Linked DNA regions of Sus scrofa: region 1 is linked to region 2. Evidence: chromatin contacts called from public HiChIP or PLAC-seq data. All regions are on one chromosome and are shown on one strand. Each heading gives the region's core, a stretch centred on a gene start, on an enhancer-like site or on the middle of the called end of the contact. The rest is flanking DNA. Distances are from core to core; before and after follow the strand shown.

The links. HiChIP or PLAC-seq counts read pairs in DNA pulled down with a chosen protein or histone mark.
Region 1: an H3K27ac HiChIP or PLAC-seq map of alveolar macrophages shows a contact between it and region 2. The contact joins two enhancer-like sites. A contact is called at or near these places in 1 of 5 promoter capture datasets (fetal liver), 19 of 47 Hi-C or Micro-C datasets (adipose tissue, alveolar macrophages, blood and 12 more) and 2 of 2 datasets of contacts at active chromatin or transcription factors (alveolar macrophages and skeletal muscle).

What each region holds. Positions count from the first base shown.
Region 1 is chr9:122,680,065-122,683,110 of Sscrofa11.1, reverse strand. No RefSeq gene overlaps it. Among named protein-coding and RNA genes, the nearest start is that of IER5, 48 kb to the right of the region's middle. Within about 2 kb of position 1,375, at least 38 of the 83 cell types and tissues checked have an H3K27ac peak or open chromatin away from gene starts, as enhancers often do. A contact at or near this core is called in alveolar macrophages, fetal liver, omental adipose tissue and 1 more, where this site is marked.
Region 2 is chr9:122,523,214-122,526,557 of Sscrofa11.1, reverse strand. No RefSeq gene overlaps it. Among named protein-coding and RNA genes, the nearest start is that of KIAA1614, 41 kb to the right of the region's middle. Within about 2 kb of position 1,322, at least 23 of the 83 cell types and tissues checked have an H3K27ac peak or open chromatin away from gene starts, as enhancers often do. A contact at or near this core is called in alveolar macrophages, fetal liver, omental adipose tissue and 1 more, where this site is marked.

The sequences.
Region 1 (3,046 bases), core at 126-2,625, 160 kb before region 2:
CTACAGATAAAGGAATCTTCCTCCTGGATCGGCTTCTGCCCTCTTAGCACAGGGAGATGGCACAGCAGATGTCACCAAGCTCTGGGGTCACTGAGTTCAAGACATGGCTCCAGCATTTACTGGATATATAACCTTGGGACCATTATTTAACTTTCTAAGACTAGATTCCATCATGCATTACACAAAGCCTCAGAACACCTGCCTCCCCTCTAGGGCTGTCGTGAGCTTGGACTTAAATGAGATGGCTGCAGTAAGCAGGGCTCCATCCATCAATTCTCACTACCTCTAGCATTTATCTCAGTGTCTTTCAACACCCAATTCACTTGGAGAAGCCTAATTTTCTCCATATTCATGGCCTATTAGCTGTTCTGACAGCTTTAAGTGATGAAAAGCCACCGTCCCGGTGGCACAGGCTCAGTCGTGAGGGCTGTGCCCCCTAACCGCCTATAGGGGGCAGCATCGGGCAGCACAAGGCCACATGGGGGCTCCCTTGTAAAATGTGGAGCTGGTCTGGAGAACGACAGGGGAGGTGGCTGGCATTTGAATCCAGACTCCAGTTGACAAAGGACCTGTCTTACTCCACATGGGTCTGACACGCGTCCCTCCCAGGGAGTCTCTGGCGAAAAAGGGAGCAGGGAGTGGTTTTCTGAAAGCACCCCAGGCCCCAACAAATCCAGCCGGGTTTTTCCCAAGCCCACACCAGGACTGGCTACCATTACCTTTTAATTTAGTGCTGATCTGATCTGGAAGAAGTGGCGTTCTCACATACCCAGAGGGCCCCTGCTGCAGATGCCTCCAACCCCCACAAAGTAAAGGGAGGGGGGCGCTGACAAGGACAGGAGAGGGAGCTTACACCTCTACCCTGCCCCCAAATCTTTTTAGTTTCCCACACCCTCAGCCCGAAGGGGAGTCCTGGAGAAGACAAAAGAAATAAAAGGACACAGCTCTGACTCTGAGGAGCCATTCATACTGTTGAAAAGACATCCAGATGTGAAACTGGAGAAAGACACAAGAATACCCGTGATGCCGTGCTCTGGTTTGCGCCAGCTTGGTGGCTCCTGCGCCCAAAGCCCCAGGAGGCATGCTCAGACTAGGATGGTTTTCTAGGATTTCTGAATGTGTTCACAGGGAAAATGAAAGAGGCCGGATGCTTAAGATCAACCAAGACTGCCCCAAATATGGGATCACCGCAGGGACAAGTGATCCCAGCTGTGGGAATCTGGAGAAGGGAGCTGTCACTGTAGGCGGCATTAAGTGGCCTGCAAGATCCAGGGGACTTGGTCACTCTTAAGTGAGCCTCAGGCCTCAGTGCCAGTGAGACACACTCTCCTACCGACTTTGCTGGGGAGGGAACTGCCCCGTCACCATGACATCATGACATCACCTCCTTCCAGGAATCACTGAGTCAGCATGCAGCGGGAGGCAGGACCCACCCACTCACTTCCTCCAACCAGGGCGGGGGGGGGGGGGGGGGGGGGGGGCCTTGCCCCCCCAGGCAAAGCTTGGGGCCTGTTCCTTCATGTCTGTCCACCCGGACTCAAGACTAGGTCAGCTCTGCAAAAAGACAAGGCGGTGCCAGACAAGGCGGTGCCAGACAAGGCGGTGCCAGAGGTGCCCACTCCCACCAGGACCCTCATGCCGTGGAAGAGAGGACCCCAGCAGAGAGTCACCCGTGGCTTGAAGTGCAGTGTCCCTGGGAGTGGTGGCGTGTTTAGCTCTGTCAGCCACTTAGAGCTCCTTGTGAACAAGCTGAGCTGTTTCTAAGAGGAGACACTGTGACAGAGGCACCAGGAGGGCCTGAGAAAGGAGCTGGGGCAGAAAGCTGAGGTGGGAAGGTTGAAAGAAACCCCGTGTCCCTGTCACAGCTGAAAGTGCCACACCAGTCGTGGCGGTCTTGTCCAGGCCCACTCCTGTGGGTGGGCACCTCCACAGCAGACTCCTCCATGGCCAGAAACCCCAGGAACAGAGCCAGAGGGTGACTTCCTCCTGCCCCTCCCCCGGCACAGTCACAGGTGCCTCCTCTCCTCCCAGGCCCCACCCTTCCCTTCCTTGCTAAGAGGATCCAAGCCAAAATCTGTCCACATCCCATCAGAGTCTATTTTATCCTGTCATTAATCCTGATGCTCGTAACCTGGTCTTACGAAGACAAAAATTAACCAGTAGGCACTAGTACAGTTTTATAGCACTGCCGAGGTCCTGTATTCTCCCCGCTCCTGCTAACACACACACAATCTGCTTTGATCTTTTTTTTTTCATCTTCTGTTACACTGTTTCACTTAATACCAACAAAACTCTGCCAGGAAAGGTACTGTCATCTTTTAGATGAAAAACTGAGATTCAGAAAATTGAGGGGGGAATTCCCATTGTGGCTCGGTGGAAACGAATCTGACTAGCATCCATGAGGACACAGGTTCGATCCCTGGCCTGACTCAGGGGGTTAATGATCCAGCGTTGCCATGAGCTGTGGTGTAGGTCGCAGACATGGCTCGGATTTGGCCTTGCTGTGGCTTTGGTGTGGGCCAGCAGCTATAGCTCCAATTCAACCCCTAGCCTGGGAGCTTCCATATGCCACCAGTGCGGCCCTAAAAAGACAAAAAAACCCAAAAACCAGAAAGTTGAAGGAAATTCTCCAGGGTCACAAAGCTAGCAAATGACAGCCAATCTTAGAAACTTTGGTCTGTCTGACAAGGAGCTGGGATCCTTCCACTCAGATCCTCTGACTCAAAGCATCTGAGTCAGAGATTATAAAATTAGAATTTCATTCAGCACTCCACAAACCTTTAAGATTGGAAGACATCTTGAAGGTTGTCCAGGCCTATGACCCAGACAGATGTCTGACTCTCCTGCATGATGTCCCGGCCTGGGCTTAGATACACCAGCTTCATGAAGGGCATCACGTCCTGATTCAGGCTACTCCAGCTGAGAATCACTAGACAGGTCTGTTTAGAGCTGGAATACCTCTCCCTGCAATGTCCACACATCAAGGCCACTCTTGGGACCATGAACGAACTAAGCAGTGAGTCACTCCTGAATTGTCCTTCTCCTC
Region 2 (3,344 bases), core at 73-2,572:
GATCCTACTGCCAGGGGCCAACTTGGAGGACCATCCAGTCACTGCTCTCCACCCCAGGGCTTGGGCCTCCTCTCAGTGACAGGGATGTATAAGCAAAAATGCCTCTCCCCCCACCCCCCACCAGGGCCAGCACAATCACACCAGCCCCAGGCTAGGTCTTAGCATCTCCCACTGGCCAGTCCTGGGCCCTAAGGGCACAATGTCCCCCCTTAGTCCCAGGGCCTGTTCTATGTTGCCTTCAGAGCAAGGCCAGAAGGACATTTAAAATTATGGCTCAGGCGACACACACACACACACACACACACACACACATCTGAAAGAAGCATTTCTCACACAAAACCTGCCCTTGTCTTGTATGAGGCAGTTATTTTTTTCAAAGCTGGTCTTTCTTTAAAAGATTTCATGACCCATAGTGGTTGTGCCTGCTATTAGTAAACACTGTCCTGGAAAAAGATCTTGGCCTTCCCCCACGCCTGCCCAGGTGAAGGTCAGAGTGGCACCTGAGCTGGTCATGGGCACTGGGGGCCAACAGTGGGGTGCTCAGGGCCTCTGAAGGAGGTGAGCCCCACAGGGTTCCAGGAGGGTGGATAGAGGCTGGGAGTCCTAGAGGGCGGGTCCAAATCCTGCCTCCCCCAGTTACTAGCTGCGTGACCTTGGATAAGTAATTTAACCTCTGAGCCTCACAATCCTAGTTTGTAACCAGAGATAAGTAGTCCCTCCCTCGCAGATTCGGGACTGTGACCTTACTGTCCCCAGCAGGGCTCTGGAATGTTTGTGGAACAGGCAGAGCAGGATGGGACACGGAGCAGCGGCTTCAAGTCCCTGAATCCCCGGGTTCACCTTGGTTTCCCAAATTCCAACGCTGCCTACGGTTCCTCCATGCAAGAGCCCTGGGGACACTGCGCACACAGCGTCCCATTCCCGCTCCCTGCCACGCGCGCAGGTCCCTGCGTCGCCTCGGTCGCCCCCTCCTCCCCCGCTGGCTCCAGCTCGTGCCCCCCGCCGCGCCCGGCGCGCCGCCGCCACCTGCGCCTTTTAGCCGGGCCCCGCTCTCCGCCCAGCCCTCCAGGAGGCCCCCGCCAGCAGCCGTGCACTCCTCGAGGCAAAAGCGAGGGTCCTTGCCCTCCCGGCCTCCGGCGCCCCCCTAGCGTCTTGCCTGTGCGGGGTGGGCGCGTGTAACCCCCACGAACCCAGTGCCGTCAAACTGCAGGCTCTAAGGGCGACCGCGTCCCGCTGAACGTCGCCCGGGCCCATCCGCTGCCCCGTGGACCAAAGCAGGCAGCCTGGAGCGCGGCCTGGCCCGGCCCAGCCTCCTGCCGGCGGCGCGGCGGGGCCTCTGGGGCGGCCTCGGGGCGGGGACGGCGCGGCCTCGCGGGGCCCACCCGGCTGGCCCGACTTGCCGGCCACGCCCGAGAAACGCAGCGGCCTCGCCCGGAGGGCGCGCTGGGCGCCCGGTAGTTGCCCGCGCAGTCACCCGCCGCTGGCCCGCGACGGACCTCGGTCCCCCTGCGGGGGCGCCCCGCCGCCCCCTGCGCAGCAGACGCGCTCTCGCCTCCCACCTGCCCTCCACCACCGGCAAGAGGCGCTTCTCCACGTTCAAAGTCGGCGCCCTTCCCGCCCAGGCCTCGCCGCGAGCTCAGGGCCTGCGGCTTCCGCTGCAGAACTCGCCCTCCCGCCCCGCTCCCGTCGTCCTAAGGAGAGCGACATGCCCGAGGCGCAAGTTAGGGCCACTTTCTCTTCTGTGAGGTCGCAGTGGTAAATGCTTACCTGTGTGAGGCGACGTCTGGACACAGCGCGAACCAGCGCACCATCCGTGGAGGGGCAGGGGGCAGACGCAGAGACTTCCACACCTTTGCACCAGCTCTTTTTCCTCTGCGCCTGAAAGACCTTCCTCTTCCTGAAAGTTCCTCCTTTTAAAAAGCGTGCGTGGGCGCACTTCCTCCCCCGGCGCCTCCCCCAGCTAATCACTGATCACCCTCAGGCTCGCGCCCAGGCCTGAGCGGGCCTCCAGGTGCACCACCAGGCCAGGTGCTCCGTCTGCGCATCTCCGCAGCCTCGGGCCCCATCAAGCAGAGCCCATCTTTCTCATCTCCCCGACCTCCTGCCTGGCACGTGGCCTGGCTCCTAGTTAACACATTAGGTCCTAAGTGAAAGGGTTCTGACGGGCCTGTGGGAGGTCAGGCCGGGCTGGATCCAGCTTTCTAGGGCAGTAGCTGCCCAGGCAGAGCAGATGGGGAGGGTCCAACCGGAGGCTGGACAAATCAAAGTCTCTTCCCACCCACAGAAGTTGGGGGCCAGCATCGCTTGACCCCAGATAGGAGCACCATCCTGGCAAGGAGAGCAAGGCAGGTGGACTTCACACACAGCCCAGAGTGCCCCCCTCCCTTCCCCTTCCATCAAGCCTTTTCTGGAAAGGGGGCGAAGGCTGCAGTAGGAAGCGTGTGCCCCCAGTCAGAGGGCTCCATCATTGTGGCTGAGCTTGGTTCTCCCTCTGTGTGGCTGAAGACAGTAAACAGAACATCCCTGGCAGGACTATTTTTGGGAGGAAATAAGTTGTGTCAAGAGCCGGAGCCTGGCCCTGGGAAGTAGCAGGTGCAGCCCCTCGGAGGCAGCAGGTGCAGCTGCTCAGCACTCCTCCGAGACCTTTCCCTGCCTGAGCCCTGCCTTCGCTTCCCTTTCTTCCCCGCTGGGGCTCATTAAACTCTCCAGCCTGAGAAAAGAGAGGTGCCACTGGCCCCTAGAAACGTTTTTCAACATGAAATTTCCCCAAAGGTGTATGACCACAAGGCCACGAGCTGGGGTGCAGGAGCCGCCAGGGTTTCCCCACTCCTGTAGCATCTGCTTCGGGGCCATTTCTATGCGTTGGGGACCCCAGGTTGGTCTGAGGTGTCCCAGCACCCTCTTCACCTGTTGAAGACTGAAGCACACTTGTTCCACTGGTCCCTGTGGTCCCCATGCCCCCTCCCCATCCTGCAGTGGCAGGGGTGCTCTGGGAGCAGCAGTAAAGAGACAGTGAAGAGGGATTTTGACTGGCTCCTGCTGGCAAGGCCAAGGGGGGGCACACACACCTTCCCCAGGACTGCCCGAGCCCTTCCCTATCCCCTTTCCCTCGGCCAACATGCCTTCTTCAGCGACCTTGTCTGCTGAGAGCTGCAGCAACACTCACTTTCCTCTGCCTCTGCTGCTTTCACCACAGCCTGCACTCAGCCAGTTGCTCCGGTCCTCCTGCAGCCCGGCTGCCCCTCTCCAGGGCTTCTTAGCTCCGTTCTGGCTCCTGCTCCTAAATGCACCTTCCCCAGGGCTCCTTTCCCAGCCAAGGGGTGACCTCTGGAGGCATCTGCGTC